Regions from separate parts of the Mus musculus genome. Here regions 2, 3 and 4 are each linked to region 1. The links are chromatin contacts, called in public Hi-C and capture Hi-C maps. All regions are on one chromosome and are shown on one strand. Each heading gives the region's core, a stretch centred on a gene start, on an enhancer-like site or on the middle of the called end of the contact. The rest is flanking DNA. Distances are from core to core; before and after follow the strand shown. Region 1 has its middle 45 kb from the start of Gm33308. Region 2 has its middle 31 kb from the start of Gm40375. Region 3 has its middle 63 kb from the start of Gm40375. Region 4 has its middle 89 kb from the start of Gm40375.

The links. Hi-C and Micro-C count contacts between places; a contact is called where the count stands out from the background. Capture Hi-C pulls out chosen DNA fragments and counts their contacts.
Region 2: a contact with region 1 is called in a Hi-C map of bone marrow-derived macrophages, with 5 times the contacts expected there. The contact joins two enhancer-like sites. A contact is called at or near these places in 2 of 484 Hi-C or Micro-C datasets (both in bone marrow-derived macrophages) and 1 of 9 other capture datasets (bone marrow-derived macrophages).
Region 3: a contact with region 1 is called in a Hi-C map of bone marrow-derived macrophages, with 24 read pairs. The contact joins two enhancer-like sites. A contact is called at or near these places in 3 of 15 datasets of contacts at CTCF or cohesin (CD8 T cells, large pre-B cells and pro-B cells), 6 of 484 Hi-C or Micro-C datasets (the HL-1 cell line, Sertoli cells, the THB-7 cell line and 3 more) and 1 of 115 datasets of contacts at active chromatin or transcription factors (intestinal villus epithelium).
Region 4: a contact with region 1 is called in a capture Hi-C map of bone marrow-derived macrophages, with 5 times the contacts expected there. The contact joins two enhancer-like sites. A contact is called at or near these places in 3 of 484 Hi-C or Micro-C datasets (the THB-7 cell line and bone marrow-derived macrophages), 1 of 115 datasets of contacts at active chromatin or transcription factors (bone marrow-derived macrophages) and 1 of 9 other capture datasets (bone marrow-derived macrophages).

The regions. Positions count from the first base shown.
Region 1 is chr12:32,288,177-32,293,764 of GRCm38.p6, reverse strand. No RefSeq gene overlaps it. Among named protein-coding and RNA genes, the nearest start is that of Gm33308, 45 kb to the right of the region's middle. Within about 2 kb of position 1,669, at least 191 of the 459 cell types and tissues checked have an H3K27ac peak or open chromatin away from gene starts, as enhancers often do. A contact at or near this core is called in bone marrow-derived macrophages and intestinal villus epithelium, where this site is marked.
Region 2 is chr12:32,426,693-32,432,518 of GRCm38.p6, reverse strand. No RefSeq gene overlaps it. Among named protein-coding and RNA genes, the nearest start is that of Gm40375, 31 kb to the right of the region's middle. Within about 2 kb of position 4,503, at least 15 of the 459 cell types and tissues checked have an H3K27ac peak or open chromatin away from gene starts, as enhancers often do. A contact at or near this core is called in bone marrow-derived macrophages, where this site is marked.
Region 3 is chr12:32,458,544-32,464,604 of GRCm38.p6, reverse strand. No RefSeq gene overlaps it. Among named protein-coding and RNA genes, the nearest start is that of Gm40375, 63 kb to the right of the region's middle. Within about 2 kb of position 4,179, at least 21 of the 459 cell types and tissues checked have an H3K27ac peak or open chromatin away from gene starts, as enhancers often do. A contact at or near this core is called in bone marrow-derived macrophages and intestinal villus epithelium, where this site is marked.
Region 4 is chr12:32,484,197-32,489,808 of GRCm38.p6, reverse strand. It overlaps the pseudogene Gm17820. Among named protein-coding and RNA genes, the nearest start is that of Gm40375, 89 kb to the right of the region's middle. Within about 2 kb of position 3,373, at least 39 of the 459 cell types and tissues checked have an H3K27ac peak or open chromatin away from gene starts, as enhancers often do. A contact at or near this core is called in bone marrow-derived macrophages, where this site is marked.

The sequences.
Region 1 (5,588 bases), core at 420-2,919:
AGATCTGGAACAGCAGACAACAGGAACAGAGAGAGCCACTGGGCCTGGCTTGAGTATTTGAAATACCAATCACCCACTACTCACCCACTACCCACCTATCCCCACCCCTGAACCTCCCCAACCCCACTCCAACTTCCATAACACACTTCCTCCAACAAGGCCACGCCTCCTAGTGCCATTCCCTAAGCATCCAAATATGAGCCTATGGGCCCCTTCTTATTCAAAGCTCCACAATTTCATTATTGCTCTTCTCTATTTTCTCTGGATTCTGGTGAAGTTTGAGGGCAGAGGGTTCCAGACTTCCCTTGCTTACAGTATTTTCTTGAGCCTTTGAGTCCAGAAAGCTGAAAACTACGTTTTCCATATTCCACAGTAGATATATTATTTAGATGTTTTTTTTTTTCACATAGGGTCTCTGGTAGCCCAGGCTGGTCTCAAACTTCCCACATAGCCAAGTGTGATCTTGGATCCTCATCCATCCCCCTGCCTCCATCTCCCAGGTACTGGACCTAGATTTGGTTTTAAGTTAGACTTAGATGTAGCCAACCCGATGCATCAGTACAAGCCTTAGCTGGCAGGCACCTCTGGAACTGGCCCTCTCTGCCACTAGATGGGCAGAGGTCTCAGTGCCAGTCACTGCTATTTTGACTGTTATGAGTCCACAGGGCCTGGTTTTCCTGGTACACACTGCAGCAGGGGCAGACCTGTGGAGCACACAGCAATCCTGACAACTTCCTGCTCAGAGTGACGTCCTCACCAGGACATGGCCAACACAGCAGCTGCCCAGTGACACCATTTTGTACTGTGGTTTCAAGAGTCATTTCTGAAAGCTCCACCTAGTGTCTGGTCCTCGGCACACTGTCAACATTTCCACAAGCCGCTCAGCTTCCTAAGTCACGTGAATTCTGTCCCTCTAACTGGACTTAATAAATTAGCAGCCTGGCTTTGGCAGAGGAGACTCGCTTCCATTTGCTGGGCTCTGGATAGCAGGAGTTTTAAAAGGTTGCAGCTTTAGGTTTCTCTATTAACAAACAAACCCCTCAGAAGGGTGAGGCGTGAGAATCTTGGGTTTGGGGTCAGACTGGGCAGCCTAGTGAGACTCTGTTAAGAAGGAAGAGAGGAACAGAGAGAGAGTGAGGAGGAAAAGATGGAAGGGAGGCAGGGAGGGAGAGAGAGAGAAGGAGAGGAAGTTGCTTTCGTGGTTTTGCTTAGTCATTCCAAGGTTAATGTCCTCTTTTAGGCGAACCAAAAGAACTAATCCCTGTGTCGATATTCTATCCAGAAATACGTAGAAGATACTCGTGTATTTTGAAGTCACAACCCAAACATTATACCTTAGTAATGGAATCATCCCATTGGTCAGAACAGAGGCTGTTCTGTAAACAATTTTCTAAACATGATAGATTCGAGTCTTCATTTCTCCAGTTGTTTAAGCCTTTGCTACTCCAAGTGTGGCCTGTAGGGGTCAGCAGCACCGACTCAGACTGCCTCACCAAGATCTGTTTTTAATGGATCTCGCGCTGAGAGTAAGATTAGGCTTGGAAGTCAAAGAGCTACCCCAGGCCTTGAAGAGGGCACAGCAGCCTTGCCTGGCTCATCTCCTTCAGCCCACCCTTCTACAAAGCGGGACTTCAGGGAAGCAGGATTGTCTGGAGCGTCAAATTCCCGAGAGCGCCACCTTGTGGTAATTTTGAGGTATTTTAAAACGAGGCGCCTTAGATCACACTCCCTGCTCTTCAAGTTTATCAGCTTGAAAGTCTGGGGTTTTTTCCTGTAGCCGATTTCCCTCGCCCTTTCTTTCTCGGTCTCTTTTCTCTTTTCTTTATTACAGGAGCTTACCCATCGTCGCCCAGGGCTTGGTTTAAATGTCAGTACATTTTCCGTGGTTGTCATTTTGTGTTTTTACGAAGTCTGGATTTAAGTGACATATTCTGGAGACTACCACATTCGCCAAGGTTCTTTGAAGCAGGGCACCCAGAGAGGCCTGATTTGTTAACTCATTCATCATTTCTCTGGCTTCTGTGGGCACTTAGTGATTTAACCTTGTCTCCTTTTTCTTTCTTTCTTTGTTTTGTTTTTGTTTGTTCGTTTCTTCTAGCTATATAGAAGTTTTTGAGTTAGTAAAGAACTCATAGTCCACTGCAATGGACATCAAACTACTACCACTAAACAGCTGCTTTTTACTTCCTTCATTTTGCTTTCCACTTATCTGTTATTCACTGGGTGTTGTGCTGTCCTTGTGATCAAACGACAATTGCAGGAGCAGATTGGCTCCCTCCACCTTGTGGGTACTGGGGATCGAACTCAGGTCATCATGTCCTGAAGCAAATGCTTTGTCAAGGGAGCCACCTCACCAGCCCTGCTTCATTTTCATGTGGGGAATTTCCATCCGTTTTTTGTTTTTGGTTTTTTTTTGGGGGGGGGGGTTGCTGAAATTCAAATATTGCATCATCTCTAGCAGGTCTAGGTTACACCACACCCTAGCAATGTGAACCTGATAAACTGGTATTTCTGTGAGGGAATATTTCACCAGTCTATGGATTAATCACTCCTGACTCCTTACTCAGCGGTGTGCACTGTAGAATTTAGGAGACCCATGGTTACAGCGTTTTGTCCACTGTATTCAATCACCCTGTTCATTATTCTCCAGGTAACCAGTTTCCCTGTCATATTCAAAATCCATGTAAGATAGACAGAGCCATTCTGTGACCCAGCAATTTTAGTCCTGGGTGTATGCTTCAAGGGTAGTAAGGACTTCTATTCACACAGAGTCTTGTAGACGAATAGTTATAGCAAACATAATTCTCTTGTCTTATTCCTCTGGTTAAACCATTGTGTACTGTATGCAATAAGGATGGAAGGAGTGTGTATCCTTCACTCCACCCAGACTATAAGAAAAGTGCTCTGAGCTTTTCCTCATTTATTATAAGATTAACTATGGGTTGGTCATATACAACCTCTGTTGTGTTTAACTATGTTCTTTCTATTCCTAGCTTGTTCTGGGATTTTATCACAAAGTGATGTTGAGTGTTGCCAAGGGTCTGACTAGCATTGATAGAAATGACCATGTGATTCTGTTTTTACCTCAAGTCTATTTATATCTTGCATTATAAGTTTTGGGCTATGTATGTTGAACCATTCTGCATCTCAGGGTAAAAACAACTAAGTCACAGTGCATAATCTCCTTGGTGTGTTCTTGAATTCAGTTTTCAATAGCTCTGTGTGTGTGTGTGTGTGTGTGTGTGTGTACATGTGCACGAGAGAGCATGCACGCTCACACACACACACACACACACACACACACACACACACACACACACACACACGGTCTCTCTGTGTAGTCCAGAACTCACTCTGTAAAGTAGGCTGGCCTCAAGCTCACAGATATGCCTGTCTCTCTCTCCCAGCTGCTGTGATTAAAGGTTTGTGCCTCCAAGCCAGGTCAAGTTAGGAATAATTTAATTGAAAACTTTTGCATCAGTATTCATCAGGAAAAAAAAATTGAACACCCCCCCCCACCTGGGGCTGATGTGCAGGCAGAAGAGCCAACAGTCTGATAAGCCAGCCAGGCCTGCAACCACCCATGCTGGGTCCTTGCTGCCATTGAGGGCCACATCTGGGACAAAGGTCCTATTGCCACCAAGGTGTGTGTTGATGTTCATGGTCTAATTTACCATCAAAGGCCAGGCAGAGGTCTGTGGTTTGTGGTCTACTACCCGGAGCCATGTTGATCTCCTTGGGTCATGCTGTCCCCAGCGTGGGGGGGGGGGGGGGAAGCAGGGAAGGAGTACATACTGGTCTGAGTAGCCTGCACAGCCACCTAAGGTGATATGTCCACAGGCAGTTGGGGCAGCCTGCAAGGGTCTTGTTTGGGTCTGGGGTCCTACTGCAACAAGGACCTTGTTCATGGTCTATGACGTCACTGGAAACTGTGTAGAAGCCCATGATCTTTGTTCCCATTGACTGTGAAGAGCAAGGAAGCTACTTTTGCTGTTAGATGGATGACTGCATACCCACAGTGGAGAGGGAGGACATACAATCTTCTATGACAACCCCTACACCCACCCCAACCTCCACCCCACCCCCCAAACAGTAACAGCCTAGACAGGAAGGCACTGAAGAGAACTCTTAAAAAGTGTGATGGGATGCTGAAATGTAGCCCTCCATAATTGATGGCTTCTGGCCAGGGTGCAGGTGAGGAAAGGACTCAGTTCTATTTAAGGTGCACGCCACTAAGGATTTGACCGTGTTCCAGTGAGTATATAGATAACACAAAGTGGACTTGGTTTTTGTTGTATTTTTTTGTTTGTTTGTTTTGTTTTTTTTTTCTTTTTTACTTCTTTGGTGGGGGAGATAATAGAGGGCAGACATGGAAGGACTGGAAAGGTATTGTGATTGGGGTATATGATATGAAACTCCCAGAGAATTAATTAAAATGTTATGTGGTGTGTGATGGTTTGTATATGCTTGACCCAGGGAGTGGCACTATTTGGAGGTGTGGCCTTGTTGGAGTAGGTATGTCACTGTGGGCTTAGGCTTTAATACCCTCCTCCTAGCTGCCTGGAAGTCAGTCTTCTCATAGCAGTCATCAGATGAAGATATAGAACTCCCAGTTCTTCCCATCCCACCATCTGCCTAGACACTGCCATGCCCCACCTTGATGACAACGGACTGAACCTCTGAACCTGTAAGCCAGCCCCAATTAAATGTTGTTTTTATAAGAGATGCCTTGGACCATCCAGAGACTGTCCCACCTGGGGATCCATCCCATATACAACCACCAAACCCAGATACTATTGCATATGCCAGCAAGATTATGCTGACAGGACCCTTGTATAGCTACCTCTTGTGAGGCTATGCCAGTGCCTGGCAAATACAGAAGTGGATGCTCACAGCCATCTATTAGATGGAACACAGGACCCCTAATGAAGGAGCTAGAGAAAGTACCCAAGGAGCTAAAGGGGTCTGCAACCCTATAGGTGGATCAACAATATGAACTAACCAGTACCCCCAGAGCTCGTGTCTCTAGCTGCATATATAGCAGAAGATAGCCTAGTCAGCCAGCAATGGAAGGAGAGGCCCTTGGCTTGCAAAGATCATATGCCCCAGTACAGGAGAATGCCAGGGCCAGGAAGTGGGAGTGGGTGGGTTGGGAAGCTGGGCAGGGAGAGGGTATAGGGGACTTTCAGGATAGCATTTGCAATGTAAATGAAGAAAATATCTAATAAAAAAATGAAAAAAAAAGAGATGCCTTGGTCATGGTGTCTGTTCACAGCAGTAAAACCCTAACTAAGACATGCGGGGGGGGGGGGAGGGCGGCTAAAATTTTTCCTTAGGTCAGAAAGCATTCGTGTTAACCCTTTTAGGCTTTGGTAGAAGCTGGCACTGGGTTCTTCCATTCCTAACTTTTCTTTGTGTGGCAGCACTTCATTTCTGCTCTAATTCTTGTTTACATGCTCTAGATTTCAGTTTTGTAGGTTGCATGCATCTAGGATTTATCAACTTCTTTTCCATCTTTCAGTCTTTGGGGCCATGAAATTGGAGTTTTCTTTAACGGTTAGGTCTCACTGGAGGCTCCAGTACCTTTC
Region 2 (5,826 bases), core at 3,254-5,753, 140 kb before region 1:
TCTCTCTCTCTGTGTGTGTGTGTGTGTGTGTGTGTGTGTGTGTATTAAACATTATATATTTGGGCCCTGATGGACTGCTGAAGAACCTGGCCTGGCCCCACCAGGTCACAGGCCTGACCAACTCAGCTACCACCTGTGCCCAGATCCAGTACTTTTGAGCCGGTCCATCCAACAACATTTACCCCATCAATAGATGCTGGAAGTGTGAAGGATTCAAAGTTCTGCAAAACCAGACCTGCAGGATCACCATAACTCTGGCAATAGTGGGGTATCTGAAATAAGTCTCGGCGATGGGCAAGACTCATATATATTATGTTATGCGACACACTACATTTTCTAATGCCACAATGGCAAATGTATATGCAATGGAGAACTGGGAGCAGTGAATGAGCAGTAGAGAGAGACGGAACTAGAGACACAACAGCAGTGATAGGTGTGAGAGAAGCCTGGAATGGATGGGGAACATATCATTGCTGAGTAGGGCCTACAGAGTGCTGTAAAGCAGCCTGGAACTTGCACTCAAGCTCAGCCCCTGAACACTCTGCTCAGCCTCACAATCACCCTGGGCAACGGCAGAATGTCCAAGATAAAGAATGGATTCTTTTCTGGAGTAGACCTCCTTGAAAGGTCTCTATGCTCCATGCTGTGCCTGGATGGCACTTCTACTGTCCCAGACCATGTTGAAGCCTGAGGTTCATGTGGATGTCTGAAGTCCTACAGCAGCCAGGAGCCATGGTGATATCCCTGGTCTAAGGTACTACTAAAAGCCACACTGATACCCTTGGTCTAGGCTGATGGCTGAGTCCATGCTCATGTCTAGTTCCATATTGTTGCCAGGGCCATACTATTGTTTGTGGACTGCTTTATCTAAGACCATGGTGATGTTTGAGTCAGTGTTGTCTCCATGTCTGGGTCCATGGTCTTACTGCAGCTGGGGTCCATGTTGATATCCATGATCATGTTACCACCAAAAGCCATGTGGATGTCCAAGGTCTATGTCATAGTCTGAATCTATGTTTATGTCCATGAATTGTGCTGCCTATGTGGACATATTGAAGAGAGTGGCTTGTGCTGCCACCTAGACCATGGTGATGTCTGGGTTCATACAGTCGTAGAAGGCCATGTCTGGTCTATGTTCCTACTATGGCAGAGTGCCATGTTGATGACTGTGGTCTGTACTGACATCAGAGAGCATGCTGATGTCCAGGATATATGCTGACACCAGAGATTATGAGGATGTCTGTGGTCCCTGTAGTCTCCAGAACCATGTATAGGTCCATGATTCATGTTTCTACTAACTGTAATGGGCAAGGAAACTACATTTGTCATCATATTGACGGCTACAGATTCACAGTTGAGAAAGAGGAACACAGAAGGCTCTTGTGGCAACCCCTACATCTACCCCACTGCACCTCCCCAAAACATAACAGCCTAGACAGAAAGTCACCAAAGAAAACTCTTGAAAATTGTGATAAAGATGCTGAAGTGTAACTCTCCACAATCAAGTGGCTTCTGGTAGGGATCTGGGTGGGGAAGGATTCAGTAGTTTCCAAGAGGCTGGTTATTGTGGGACCGTAAAATGGGATATAGATCTAAACAGAGAATTCTAAAAAGAGGAAACTCAAGTGGGTCAAAACCACTTAGAAATGTTCAACATCCTTAGTCATCAAGGAAATGCAAATCAAAACTACTTTGAAATTTCATCATACACTAATCAGAATGTAAGATCAATAAGATCAATAAAACAAGCGACAGCTCATACTAGCAAGCATAAGGAGCCAGGGGAATGTTCATCCTTTGCTGGAGGGAGTGCAAGCTTATGCAACCACTATCACAATCAGTATGGCAGGTTCCCATATCCCAAGAGCCAGCTCTACCAACATACTCCTCAAATGGCCCTAAATTTTAGCCATCTTTCCCATATTCCCTCCCTTAACCCCTCTCTTCTCCCTTCCCCCACTTGTTCCTCCTGTTCTAGCTCCTTCTCCATCTATCCATAACTATCTGTTCTATTTCCCTGTCCTAATAAGATCTGTCTGTAGCTTCTAGACTCATATTCTACATCTTCCAAGTAAACAAGGACTTCTATACCAACATGATCAAAACTCATAAACTCACATAGACTGAGGCAACATGCACAAACCTTGTGTGGCTCTGCACCAGATATTCTGATTATAAATATTATTATTTCCAGTATAGTGTTTTTATGAGATCCCTGAGTGTGAGCCCAAATGGGTCTTGGATCATTGTATCTTCTCTGTCTTGTCCAACTCTGTTGTGTTAGTTTTTGTTTTATTTTACTGTTTTATCTTTATTCCTTAGAATTACTATTCTTCTTTAGAATTATTATTCTTTAGAAACATTCTTTTCCTTTGGAATCATTACTGCTTAGAAGCCTGTCTGTTTTCTAATGAGCAACAGAAAGGGAGTGGAGGAGAAGGGAGGTAGAGAGGAACAGGAAGGAGTAGAGGAAGGGTAAACCATAATCAGGACATATTATGTGAGGAAAAAGCTATTTTCAATAAAAGGAAAATTATTTTTAAAAAAGAGTTTAAAAGTTTCACTAATGCATGTAAACATGTATGAAATAGTACAAGACTAAAATGTGCTTTTAATAAGAAAATATAAGAAACAATGTTCTTTCATTGAATAAACTAATGATGTCGGTCTAATTTAAAGTCTTATTTAAGTTTTGTTTCAAAATATAAATTTAAGGAAATATATCAAAATAAGAATAAAAAAGCAATCAGTAAAGTAATGGATAAAATATGAAAGAAGTCGTAATCATGAATTTGTTTTCGTGAGGAAACAAAATTATGAGGCAAGGTCTCACTATGTATCCCTGGCCATTCTGGAACTCATTATGTAGACTATGCTGGTACTGAAGTTACAGAGATCCCCATGCCTCTGCATTCTGACTACTGGTATTAAAAGTATTTGCCACGTGCATCAATGAAAGAAAAATATTAAAGAATTTTGTATCAATTCTGTTTGCTATAAGATTTTTGTCCTGAATTATAATAACTACAAAATTATATATATTTGACCAAATAAAAGTCTTACAACATGTGGTAACCAGATCACCCATCCTTGTATCCAGAGAAAAGGCCAAAAGCTGGCTAAAGAACCAGAGGTTATCTTTGAGGTATTCAGCTACAGACTTGTAGGTGAAGAGGAATTAGACATCAGGAAGCTAGCTGCCTTGCTGGCAACCCCCTCCAGCTAACCAGAAGGAAGAAGACACCTTAGGCAAGGGTCCCATCAGCCCTTGTCACAGTCACAGTGAGCCAAATCAGCACGACGTCTGCAATCAGAAGAGAACTGGGGAAGATGGAATGTTCAAACCATGCAGAGACAGAGGTATAGAAAGAATCTGTGTCTACTCCCAAACAGAGCAGAACTGACCTCATTCAGCTTCCTTCAGTACAGCTTAGATTCCCTCTGAGGAGCCTTGGGTTATATTAGTCCAATATGGAAGAAAAGATCGAGTTTTATTCAGTGTGAGAACCACATACTACTGACTACCGTCTTATATGTTCTATCGAAGACGGGATATGACACAAAAGAGTGTCAAGAAAAGAAGAAACAACAGTTTTACCAGCCTCTGCCTGTGAAGTCAGTTGAAAGATTTGAAAGCATCCATTTATGTGTGTTCATTCCCTTTTACAACAGGATCTGTTAGATGAGCAGCCGCTGGCAATATGACCGATACCAGGATGTCAGTGTTGTAGAACTAAAAGCTCATCACCTGCTAAGACGCAGCACAAATGTTACAGCACCTGGCTTAGCTCCTAGGTGTTCCCATCTGACTGTAAAAGTCAGTCCCTCAACCTAGTCAGTCATTCTGCTGCCGATGTCATGGGCCTTCTAATCCATGACTGTTCAGAACGAATGGACCAGGTATATTCAAGGAAAAAAAAAAAAAAAAAGAAAAGTACTTTCCTACTGAATTCCTGACAAGTGCTTAAAAGCATGGATTTTCAGGAGGAACTGTCAGTCAGTGGTCAGTGTCAGACTGCCTAAGTATTAGTCTCTGAATACTAGTACAGGTCTCCCATCTGAATTTCAACTCCAAATACTGACATAATATTCGTGACGTTGCACTGGAATTATTAGTAGGATTACTAACTGGTGTCCAGATTCCAGACATGTCTTCAGTGTCCTATGGTCATGGTATAGTCTGGAAAGAGATCCTTTCAATGCCACCAACAAAGAAATCAATTATGGAAAGCATATCTTAATCCTTAGAGTAAGCTATGACAGCAGTATCCCTTTCTCCTTATTCTTTTCAGTTGACCTGTTGACACAGCAGTGCTTTGGGCTGGATTCCTCAGGACATTATGTCTATATTTTCTGGGCTATAGAACTTAGTGATTTGATTCATGGCTTATGTCATAATTACATGTGCCTTTAAAATAAAACACTTAGGAAGGGAGTCAGAGGCATGGCATTAGGCTACCCTAGTGAACCTAAAACCCAGCTTGCTTCCTCATTGAGGGAGGAGCTCTGGCAGTTTCAGGAAAATGACTCACTTTCAAACCCTCCAGGAAGAAACAGTGGAATATCTGAAGACAAGTGTGTAGGTAAAATAGATGCCTTCAGGGGCAAAACCCTTTGTTAACACACCTTCAAAATGCCCTTTCCTGCTTCTCAGTTGAAACTTTTTAGAGAAATTTGAGAATATTCTCAAGTGCTCTTGACCACAATTTTTCTTATATTCTTGATGTGTGTGTGTGTGTGTGTGTGTGTGTGTGTGTGTATGTATGTATGTGTGTCTGTCTGTGTGTCTCTGTGTGTGTGATGTGTGTCTGTGCGTGTGTGTGTGTGTGTGTGTGTGTGTGTGTGTGTGTGTGTGTGTGTAATATGTGTGTGCGCATGCCCATGTACCAAGGCTAGAATTTGACACTGGAGGTCTTGACTGCTTTCCACCTTTTTTTTTTTTTAAGACAGAGGCTCTCATTGAACCTGGACCTCACCAATTAACTATGTTAGCTCTCAAGTAAGCCACCAGGATCCTCCTGTCTCTGTGACCCTGTGTTAGGATTAGGGGCATGTACCACCAAGCTTGACATTTACATGAGAGTTGGGGGTTCAGACTCAGCTTTACCTACTGAGCTATCTCGCCAGTTCCCCAACAATCTTCTAACTTTCAAACATGCATTCTATGACCTTGAGCTAAGCCCAAAAATGTGCCTTCCACCTTTTTTCTTGAGCTTAATGTGAGAATGCTCAGAACTTTCCCTCCATCATACTACCATATTAACAGAGCTCAGACCCTCTCTTCTTCTTCATCCTCCCACACCACCATGCCAATAAGCACCAGTGTAAAAGTACTTTACAACTGAGGATGACACAAGACACAACTCCTGTTTAAGAAGTTCTCAGAGAAGCTCAAAGACAACAAGAAGAAAAGAAACAGAGGTTTCTGTTACAACAGTTAGAGGAAATATCCAACAAAGCTGACTGCCTAGACTTTAAGACCTAGAAGGTCTTAAACCTTCACTTAAACCTCACCCTAAAAGCCTATTACCAGATTTAGCATATAGCACACCCAAAATAATACAAAGCACACCAAAAGGCCAGAAAAATAACAGTCTATCTAGACAGAAGCAAACTTCAGAACCACAATCCTATATTTTATCCAGTAAAAGGGTCCAAATCTGCTATTAGCTGAGAAAGTCGTTGACCCAGGAAACAGGGAGATGAGACAAGAAAGACTTAGTGTCCCAGGAACACAGTTGTTTGCTTGCAAGTCAGCTTCTCAAACCTAAAAGACTGAGAAGCTATAGTATAGCATAGTAATAACGAAGGAGAAAGAGACTTGTC
Region 3 (6,061 bases), core at 2,930-5,429, 170 kb before region 1:
AGAGCATCCACTTCTGCATATGCCAGGCACTGGCAAAGCCTCATACGAGACAGCTATAACAGGGTCACTTCAGCAAAATCTTGCTGGCATATGCAGTAGTGTCTGGGTTTGGTGGCTGATTATGGGATGAATCCCCAGGTGGGGCAGTCTCTGGATAGTCCATCCTCCATCTTAGCTCCAAACTTTGTAACTCCTTTCATGGGTATTTTGTTCCCTATTCTAAGGAGATATGAAGTATCCACCCCATTGGTCTTCCCTCTTCTTGATTTTCTCGTGTTTTGCAAATTGTATCCCGGGTGTTCTATGTTTCTGGGCTAATATCCACTTATCAGTGACTGCATATCATGTGTGTTCTTTTGTGATTGGGTTACCTCACTCAGGGTGATATCCTCCAGATCCATCCATTTGCCTAAGAATTTCATGAATTCATTGTTTTTAATTGCTGAGTAGTACTCCATTGTGTAAATGTACCACACTCTCTGTATTCATTCCTCTGTTGAGGGGCATCTGGGTTCTTTCCAGCTTCTGGCTATTATAAATAAGGCTGCTATGAACATAGTGGAGCATGTGTTCTTATTACCAGTTGGGAAGTCTTCTGGGTATATGCCCAGGAGAGGTATTGCTGGATCTTCCGGTAGTATTATGTCCAATTTTCTGAGGAACCTCCAGACTGACTTCCAGAGTGGTTGTACAAGCTTGCAATCCCACCAGCAATGGAGGAGTGTTCCTCTTTCTCCACATCCTCGCCAGCATCTGCTGTCGCCTGAATTTTTGATCTTAGCCATTCTGACTGGTGTGAGGTGGAATCTCAGGGTTGTTTTGATTTCCATTTCCCTGATGATTAAGGATGTTGAACATTTTTTCAGGTGCTTCTCAGCCATTTGGTATTACTCAGTTCAGAATTCTTTGTTTAGCTCTGAACCCCATTTTTAATGGGGTTATTTGAATTTCTGGAGTCCAGCTTCTTAAGTTCTTTGTATATATTAGATCCAAGAAAGAGAACTTCAGACCAATTCCCTTATGAATATCAATGCAGAAATAGTCAATAAAATCCTCGCAAACTGAATCCAAGAACACATCAAAACGATCATCCATCATGACCAAGTAGGGTTCATCCCAGGGATGCCGGGATGGTTTAATATATGGAAATCCATCAATGTAATCCACTGTATAAACAAACTCAAAGACAAAATCCACATGATCATCTCATTAGATGCTGAGAAAGCATTTGACAAAATCCAACATCCGTTCATCATAAAAGTCTTGGAAAGATCAGGAATTCAAGGCCCATACCTAAACATAATAAAAGCAATCTACAGCAAACCAGTAGCCAACATCAAACTAAATGGAGAGAAACTCGAAGCAATCCCACTAAAATCAGGGACTAGGCAAGGCTGCCCACTTTCTCCCTACCTATTCAATATAGTACTTGAAGTTCTAGCCAGAGCAATTTCACAACAAAAGGACGTCAAGGGGATACAAATTGGAAAGGAAGAATTCAAAATATCACTATTTTCAGATGATATGTTAGTATATATAAGTGACCCCAAAAATTCCACCACAGAACTCCTAAACCTGATAAACAGCTTCAGTGCAGTAGCTGGATATAAAATTAACTCAAACAAATCAATGGCCTTTCTCTACACAAAGGATAAACGGACTGAGAAAGAAATTAAGGAAACAACACCCTTCACAATAGTCACAAATAATATAAAATACCTTGGTGTGACTCTAACTAAGGAAGTGAAAGATCTGTATGATAAGAACTTCAAGTCTCTGAAGAAAGAAATTAAAGAAGATCTCAGAAGATGGAAAGATCTCCTATGCTCATGGATTGGCAGGATTAATGTAGTCAAAATGGCTATCCTGCCGAAAGCAATCTACAGATTCAATGCAATCCCCATCAAAATTCCAACTCAAGTTGTGACTAAGATAGAAAGGGCAATTTGCAAATTCATCTGGAAAAAATAAAAAACCTAGGATAGCAAAAACTATTCTCAACAATAAAAGCACCTCTGATGGAATCACCATGCCTGACATTAAGCTGTACTACAGAGCAATTGTCTTCCCTTCTATCTCCTGTTGGGTTTGACCTGAGGCTCAACTCAGCATTGAACTCTAAAAGGGTCATGGGACCAGAAATGGAGTGGTAACTTGCCTTCAGTAGACTTTTTTCCTTGTTGCTTCTCTCTTCTCTCCCCCTTAGCTCTGTCCTGATAGCAATTCTAGGTTTCAGGGCACCACTGTCTTATAAGGAACACCTAAAACCCAACAGAAAATTCATGACAGATGGAACCCAGTGAGTGTGAGGGGCTCTCCTTATGTTTTTCTGCTGTTCTCAAGCTACTCTGCCTTGGGGATGTGAGATGAACATAGAAAAGTGAAACAAAGCCTGACCAACAGTCTGAAGAAAAGCCTAGTTGTCATCCAAGCAGGAATGGGCCCCTTTCCATGTAGAGCTCTTGGGAGAAATGCGCCTGTAATTCCAGCTACTCAAGGAAAATGAAATAGGAATAATGCAAATTCAATTGTTTCAAATTAAACTCAAATGGGCAAGAAATGTAGGAATGTGAGCTCTGTAGTAAAGGCCTGCTAGCACTCTGGGACCCTAGACTCATTATCCAATACTGGGAAAAACTCCTAAGGAATTACAAAATGTTCTCAGAACTGATCAGTTTAATAGAGTCACAGAATATAATCCCTAACACTATTTAAAAAAAAAAACAGGCTAATTACTATCAATGAACAGTTGGAATATGAATAATTTTAAGTATAATTTTTTAAACACCAAACCTAAACAATTTTGATGGTATGACTACGACATGCCTAACACATACCTTATTAGATATTTGGCCCCAGAAGGTTGTACTTTATTAAGACATTCTAGTAGGACTTAGTTGGAGGAAGTATGTTACAGGGAACATTCCTCATGTCTCTCTGCTTCTTGCCAGCTGTAAGATGAATATCCACCTCTGTCACAGGTTCTCATAAATATGATGTTTTGCCCAGGCATGATGTCAAACATCCATGGATATAACCCTTCAAAATGGTGAGTCAAAATGGATCTTTTATTGTTCTGTCAGATATCTTTGTCACAACTGTGAAAAACTAAGACACATAAATCTAACAGGATAGGTTTAGGCTCTGAATGTTTCAACTACAGAACATGGATAAGGAAAACCAAACTAAACAAGAAGAGAAAGAGAGAGAGAGAGAGAGAGAGAGAGAGAGAGACAGAGAGACAGAGAGACAGAGAGACAGAGACAGAGAGAGAGAGAGAGAGAGAGAGGGAGAGAGAGAGAGAGAGAGAGAGAGAGACAGAGAGAGAGGTTCCACATACACATTCATGGGTAGAAGAATCAAAACTGTTAAAATACCATCTTTCCTCAAACTGATCTACAGACGAATTCCAACCAAATTGTTAAACTAATTGTATAGATATCAACAATATTCTAAATTGAAGTATAAAAAAGTAGAATAACCAAAGATTTAAGAAAGTAAAGTTGAAGACATTGGACAACCCACGTTTAACACGATTTGTAAATCTACAATCGTCAAGCATGTGCTGTGAAATGAGACACAGCCAGAATCGCTACACAATTAGCCAGCCAGTTTCAGACAGATGCACAAAGCAAATTCAATGCATTTTAAAAATAGTTTCAGCAATATTACTTGAACAGCAAACTATTTGAGGGCAAGGTTGATAATTAAGTAAACTTTGACCTGAATTTATAGATGATATAAAAATTAACTCAAGTGAGTCATAGGTGTAAATGTACTATATAACACTAATAAAAATGCTTAGAGAAAAGGGTAGGGAGAAGCCTTCAGAAAGTGGGTACAGAGCAGAAAAGGCATGTTCTCCGAGTAAGAGGGCAGGGAAGGCTGTGAGAAAAGTGAAGCTTCTGCTCTATAAAAGGCGCTCTTAAAGAGTGTGAACGGGCAGGCTGAACACCAGGAGAAAATACTTGGAGAAAGTTAAATATCTGACCAAAGGTTTACATTCAGAATAAGAAAAGAACTCTCTAAAATCAACAGCAAAATTACTAAAGAAGTTGGATGGGAATCAAACAGACACGTCACCAAATAATTGTTTCAGATGACAGGTTCTTACACAATAGTTGCCTACTTGCATTAGTCATTAGGGAATGACAGGGATGGCTGTTTAACAAAACAAAACTAAACTAAACTAAACAAAAAACCCAAGTGTTGACAAAGTCTTGAAGGACTGGGGTCCTTGTGGGCTGCTGGTAAACCTGCAACAGTCTGGGGAATATTTTGGCTTGTCCTCAAAACATTAAGTATAAAGTTTCCTTACCACCTAACAAGTCCATTCCTGTTATGCCTCCAAAGAAATGAAAGCACACACACACATACACACACACACACACTCTACAAACACACATATACACACAGAAACATACTTGTTCATCATTATTAAAAGATGGTGTTCTCAAAATGCGAGACCAACCCAATGTGTATTAGTTGTGGGTAGATAAAAATATAGTATAAGCATAAACAAAATATTGTCCGGCAGTGAAAAGGAACAAGTATAAAACCTAAAACATGAATATTGAAGTTGTGACATGAAATGAAATTCCAGTCCAAGGGGCTAGATTTTACTATCCATATACTCTATTCATATGAAGCTCTATAGAGACAGCAAAGATGATGGTGTCTGGGGCTTGGGAGAGACACAAATGAGAGATGACCACTTAACTGTTACAGAATTTTCTTTGGGGGTGATGAAATTCACTGAGACCAGATACAAGTTACTTTTTGCACAAAAATCTGTCAAATGTCACTGAATAATGGCAAAGTTTGTGCTATATAAAATATACCTCATATTTTTTAAAGTTCTGGAATTGAGGGTCAATCACTTTAACTGCAGTCTCATTAATACCTTCAGTTGGCTTTCTCTTTGATTTTCTCTACCAGCTCTGACAATGCCCAAATGGAGACTGGTTTTGCAGGGAAGAATCCATGGTTATTGTGCATTGCTCATCCCGGAGAGGCTCAACAATGAGGAACTTCAGCAGTTCCCCAAACCTCATCTAAGTGACAACCACATGCTCCTGACTTTATTTTTAGCACATAGGATTTGCTTTATTGCAAAAACTAAATCAACTGTCTGGCACAGAATAGGTGCTCAACGTGTTGCTAGTGAATAGACAGATAGTCACTCTCCATTCTACCAAATTAGTATCTACATCCTTTCATGTCTGTCTTCCTGCTGTTTAATACCCTTCTCCCATAGCTTCATTTTCCTTAACTTCTTACAGCCTTCAATAGCAACAAACTCCTCACCACGGCATTGGCCCCCTTCACAGTGACCACTGGACTTCTAGTTTTACTGATCCTTGAGCCCTTCCTCCTACCCTGTCTTGGCAAGCCCACGCTCATTCTTCAGTACCTGTATCCATGCCCCCAAAGCCGTCCCAAAAATCTCCAGTGAATTCACCTTTAGATCTGACAACATCTGGGAAGTTATTGGGAACACTTGAAAAAGGAAGATTCAGCAGGCATGCCAAACAGAAGTAGGAAGAGGAAATTACAGGTAACACTGTGGCATTATTTACTTTTCCCTCATGAGTGGACAGCAGGATGTTACACGGACTATACACTAGACTAAATGAAGAAAATGTGTAAAGCCACTGCCTTTTATGAAGGCCACCATCAAAGATATGGGCAAAAATAATGAATCATGGGACTATTGCTCTTCTCAATATTACTTTTATTTTTATTTTCCTTTGGAAATTAGTCCCCCTCCCCAAACCCACATTATTTAATATGCTTTTGATGGTTATTTAAAAACAATTTAAATGTTTTCATTTTAAGGTTTTAAATTTCTGAACCTTAAATGCAACAAATCTCTGCAGACAGGGTGCACAGAAACGCTCTTTGTAGCCCTCAGTAATTACAGAAGGAGCTCCTGGCCCTAGCTATGAGTTGCTGTTGATTAGAGAAGAGTGCCTGTGAGGAAGCTCCTCCATCATGTGTCCACAGTGTAGCTGCCTCTGAGGTATCCAGAGAGAGAGAACAAAGAGGAAGTATTGTCTAG
Region 4 (5,612 bases), core at 2,124-4,623, 190 kb before region 1:
AGCTAGCTCCTTTCTTCTCACTGACAATAAAATTTTACTTTCAGGAATAATTTCTAACAGATTTGTGGCACATTTATGTAAAAACACACCATACTGATTATTCTCCAGTGTGTGGGATCTATTCAGCCCAGCTCTTCCTGCCCTGCTTCACAGGCTAACCTGCATGGAATGCCTCTCTTGGGCTTGCTTCTGTTGAGATGGGGTGTTCATTCTCCTTGCTCCCCTACAATACTATCACCAGCCTCCAGTAACCCTGTATCCTCCCCTGTCCCTTCATGCCTAGAGTTGGCAAAGGTTTCTCACTATTGCTAGCTCCTGGGGGCTTAGTTGTTTATTATTGGTTCCATTAATCCTGCCAGCATTTGTGCAAATAGCCTCTGCATTATAAAATTCTCCAGTTAAGTTCTAAATATACCATCTGCTTCAGCTGGACTTTGGCTGGCCACATATGCATGGGGATTCTCATTGCAGCATTGCTGTAAATAGAATAAGCTAAAAACACATTAAATATTCATTTGTGGAGGACTGGCTAAATACCATGAGCTTATAGTAAGTATATTATGTAGCAATTTCAAAAGTAATGACCCACTATACAGTTAAACATTTAGGAATGTAGATCTCAAGTGTTCTGACCATAATTTAAAAAAAAATTAAATGTCTATATGAGCTAAGATAGAATACTCAATGAGAGGATGCAGCCCACTATGCTTCACACACACACACACACACACACACACACACACACACACACACACACACGAAGATCTTAGTCTTGATGAGTTTGCATGTGTGGAGATATATTTACATATGCATACAATAAATGTCATACTTACAGCTAGAAACCTAACTGGTGGTTCCTTCTGGTGAAAAATAATAGAGGAGTAAGGTAGGACTCTGCTAAAGGATCTTTTAAATTATTGAACTTCTGCTATGTATGTATATGCATACACATGCATACATAGTATATATACACACAAATTGAGTGTGTATGTAGGTTAGTTGGGGATAGTACTTTTCACAGGACACATGTGGGAGGCACATGAGCAACATGGTAGCATTCCTTTGAAACTCCTGTGCTATAATTGAAATTCAATCACGTCTCTTTGTTATTCTTTGCCCTTCCATGTCTTCTTTACCCACACAGGTCAGTGCTTTGACCTTCAAGGCTTCTGTGGGCTTTCACTGGTTCTCCCAGGCCACTGCCAGTAGCTCCAAACAAGAAGTGGTTTAGGGATCTGCCAAAGGGCAGATGGGGAGGACACTGGGAATGTGGAAGTGAGGCAAAGGGGATGCTGGATCCTTGAGAATAGAGCAGTGGCCTTTCCTGTCTGAATCACTCAGTGGAAAGTCTGGTTTTCTAACTGATCTCTGCTGGCTGCTTGTGATTGGCCACACTTAATGTTTGCTTTCCTGTATTATGACCTTTTATCCTGAGCTGGATTTTAGTTTGCTTGTGTAAGAACTCAGAGTGCCAGAGCTGCCTTGCAATCTCCCAAGAAACTTTTTTTTTTTTTTTAACTATTTCAAGGTTGGATCCCTTAGTAAATTAAACTACTGTTCAGGTTTCTGTACGACTGTATGCTTTCAGATTCCAGCTTTAGAGAACACAGTGATGGCTCCTAGGATAGACCAGAAGGACCTGACTTTAGCGAATGACTGGAATTTTGTCCTAGGCTAAATCAACTCAAAGCATCTGGCCTTTGTCCAAAGCCTTTCCTCTTTCCCATCCCGTTCCTTCTACATTTAGTGACATGTGTTAATGGAGTGCCTGCTTTCTAGAAACCCAGGCAAGACTCTAGAAATTAGGAGAGTGAGCAACCCCTGTTCTGCAGAAAGGTTGGGCCCCATAGAGGGGGGCATAAAAGCATAAGAGTTATAGATAAAGGGAAGGTAAAGGTTTTATATTAGGGCACAGACAGGGGGTGACTGGTTGTAACTCTGCACTGCACTGTGTGACTAGAGAGGCTTTCTGAAGAATGATAGATGAGGTAATGGCAATGAGAGGTAGAGGGGGAGTCCTGGGCTTTCTTCTTCACTGTTTGAACTTGGGCATGATTTTAGTCTAAGAGATGACATAAATGTGTATTTAAAGCTGCAGGGGAAAAATATAACGTGCATCAGGACACTTAGGCTGACTTAAGACTCTTGATATGAGATTAAAATGGGATTAATTTATTGAAGGTCGGTAGTGTCACCATCCTCTAGAAACTAAAAGCTAGAAGGCTGGGTTGAGAAGGCTTATCATGCTCATCCTTTGGGAAAGAACAAAGATGGGTTAACCATGAGATGGTTGCCTCAGGCTACATTCAAAATGTGGATATTAGGTTTTCTTTATGGCGTGGAAGAGGCTTAGGTCTGACATCTAATCCCCAGGCTCTTAGACTAAAATCATGCCCAAGTTCAAACAGTGAAGAAGAAAGCTAAAAGCCAAAACCAAATGAGTGTTTAAGAAGAAAGAAGCCCCTTAGGTCCTCCCTAAGTTACTGACACCCCCTCCTTCACCACCCATACCAGAAAGAGTGGTTATTCCCCAAAGTAGAAACTGACTATGATCATCTTGGAACTTTAGAACTTTAGCTTTCCTAACATCAAAGATGCAATAAACCTTTGGACAAATAGAGCATGGTGCATATACAGTTGCAGTCAGACCTGTGTAGCCCAGCTGGAGTTTAGAAGTATTGAAAGATACAGTCTACCACAGAGAACTTCACAGTCTAAAACAACAACTGTGTGTTTTGAAAAGTGAATTGTGCAAGCTTCAAAAAAACCCAAAGAGTATCTCAGAAAACTCATCTTGTTCAAGTTGTTGCCACACGTGTTGCCTGAGTGATAAACTTATAACTGTGCCTGCCTGTGCTCCAACAACCACACTTCCTCCCACACAGCCAGCCAGTCATCCTCCCACTCTGCCGCAGTCTCCTCCTCCTACCCCTCCTCCTCCTTCCCCTCCTCCTCCTTCCCCCTTCCTCCATCTCCACCACTCTTAGCACCTTTGCTGCTCAGAAAATCTGGTACCACTAAAGCACTTCAAGTTGATCCATTAAAGAAAGATGGACCCATGCATATAACAGTTAAAGATCTGCTCACTGTGAAATTAAAAAAGACACAGAGTATTGACAAAAGAAAGATACTTGTACCATCACCACCAGAGGAATGGACTTCACTAACTGTCTCTGATCTGCATTGTATTACCCTGAAACCTAACTCCAGGATGTCAGCAACTCGAATTAAAAATGTCTTAATTACTCCTGGTAAAAGCCAAATCAATCTCCTGAAACTGCTGAGAAAAGTCCAGTTAGAAAGGGGCCTCTCTTAACAATAAAGAAAACATGGAAACAGGAACTGGACTCACTCCAACCATGACTCGGGCCTTAAGGAGGAAATTACAGCTGGCTCATCCTCAAAGCCCCACTCAATCTCTGCCACTTTCTACAAGCAGCTTTGGTGAACAAAACTGAGAACAACTCGAACTGACTTCCTGAAGTGAAACATACAATGATAGACCAACCTCCCAAATGTTAATGTACGAAAATATGTATATGAGTATAATTCTTGTTAAAGACTCAGAGTGAGTATGTCTGGAGCCTGCCTACATATACTGTGACATAAAGGCATTTAGATATTTTCTGGCGTTCACGATGGTAAGGGGACCAGATGAGAAAATACAGCCTGCAAACTAATGTTTATTCCTAGAATTACCCAATTTAGGTTAGAGTGGCTGTTCAAATTTAATTCCATAGGGGATGGCAATATGGTTCAAAAAATAAAGACACTTGCCATCAAGCCTAGTGACTCAAGTTCAATGCCCAGGACCCAAACGCAGGGAAGAAAAGAACTATGTATATGCCCCTCCAACACACAAAATTAATAAATATGTTAGGAAATACTAACAGTATAAATCATTTGTTATATAAAGGAAGTTGTTGTAGTAAATATCCAACACAAATAAGCCCGGGCAATGAAAACACAACTCAATTAATATGAATGCATGCTATATAGTGCCTAGATTGGGCAGATCTACCATTACACTACCATCTTCCCCATAGAAGAGATCCCTTAGAACTTGCAGCTTCTCCAGGCCAGGTGCTTCTATTCCACTTTCCTTCTTCCTCCTCTGTCATTCTCACTTTCTCTCCTTCTCTTCCAAAACCTTCAGCTCCACCTTCCCCTCTTTCTCTGCCCAGCTCTAGCATTTATTTATAAATTAAGGTGGGAGCAGATTTACAGGAAATCATCTGAGTGCTGACTCATTCCTTCTTGGAAACCCCTCATGGGAAAACAGAATTAACATCAATTACAATTAGCCCCAGGACTATCCACAACAGGAAGTTATGACACTACGAACATAGTCTGAGTCTTTCTTCTTTTCTTCTTTCTTTCTCCTTTCTTCTTCTTTTTCTTCCTCCTTCTCTTCTTCCTCTTCCTCCTCCTCCTCCTTTTCCCACTGCTTCATCTCTTTGGGACTGAACCCAGGGCCTCACACATGCTAAGTGCATATACCCTGAACTCTACCTTCAGCCTTTAGTCCTTACTATTTTATCTTCTGTCCATGTTCCAGCAGACAAATACAATCTTCATGATTTCAGCATGGACCCTCTATTTTTCAGAATGCATGGCCAAGGATCCTCTGTGGCCTGTGGCAGCTTTATCATGAATCCTGGTTCCCGCTTTGCTCCTTACCACCCTAATATTTGAGTGTTACAGATAGAACTCAAGGCCATGAATGTGCTAAACTAGTAGAAATATCTCCTTAATATTGAATGAGGTACACTTACATTTAAAAACTATATTTAATTCTTTGCAGGGAGTTCAAGAACATAGTGTTTCCCTCAAATATTCATGGCCCTGGGTTCAAGCACCAGTACTAACACACAAACATACAGTTACACATACTCATTCATGTGATGGTTAATATCAGTTATATACTTCATATTATCTATAATTACCTGGAAGATGGCTTTCCATCTTGATTGGGTTAATTGAGATGGGATAATCTACCCTTAGGGATAGAGCACCCTAAGCTGTGGGTTCGATGTGACCAGCTGCTTTAAGCTCCTGCTCTCTTGATCCCTTCCCTTCAAAAATGGATGTGTGGTAGAACTATAAGCCAAAGGAACCCTCCCTTTTCTCAGCTATTTCATCACAGTGACAACAAAACTAATCGATCATTCATCATATCTATGTATATACATGTCTTATTCTCTGAAATTCACATTTAACTGAGAACCTTATATTTTACCTAGATACCTCATTTGTCTATTCCTGAAAAATTGCAATTTATTTCTGGGATCCCATGGTTTACTACATGTCTTTGTGACACTGAACACTATGTAGCTTCAGCCAGGATCCCATCACATATGCTCTAAGGGGAGTAGAAGGGTCATTTCCATTAAAGTGAGTGTCACTCAAGGTGCAGAAGTAACTATCTTTCTTTTTCAGTTCAGAGGAGTATCAGTACTTTGAACATGCTGGGCAAGTGCTTCTTGCAAGTGCACCAAGCCATACTCCCAACTCCAGGATCATCTCTGATGCTGTTATTGTACAATGGTAGGAAAGAAACCCTAGCATAGAGTTGTATTTCCAGAAATCCCATTATTTCTACTGAATGATAT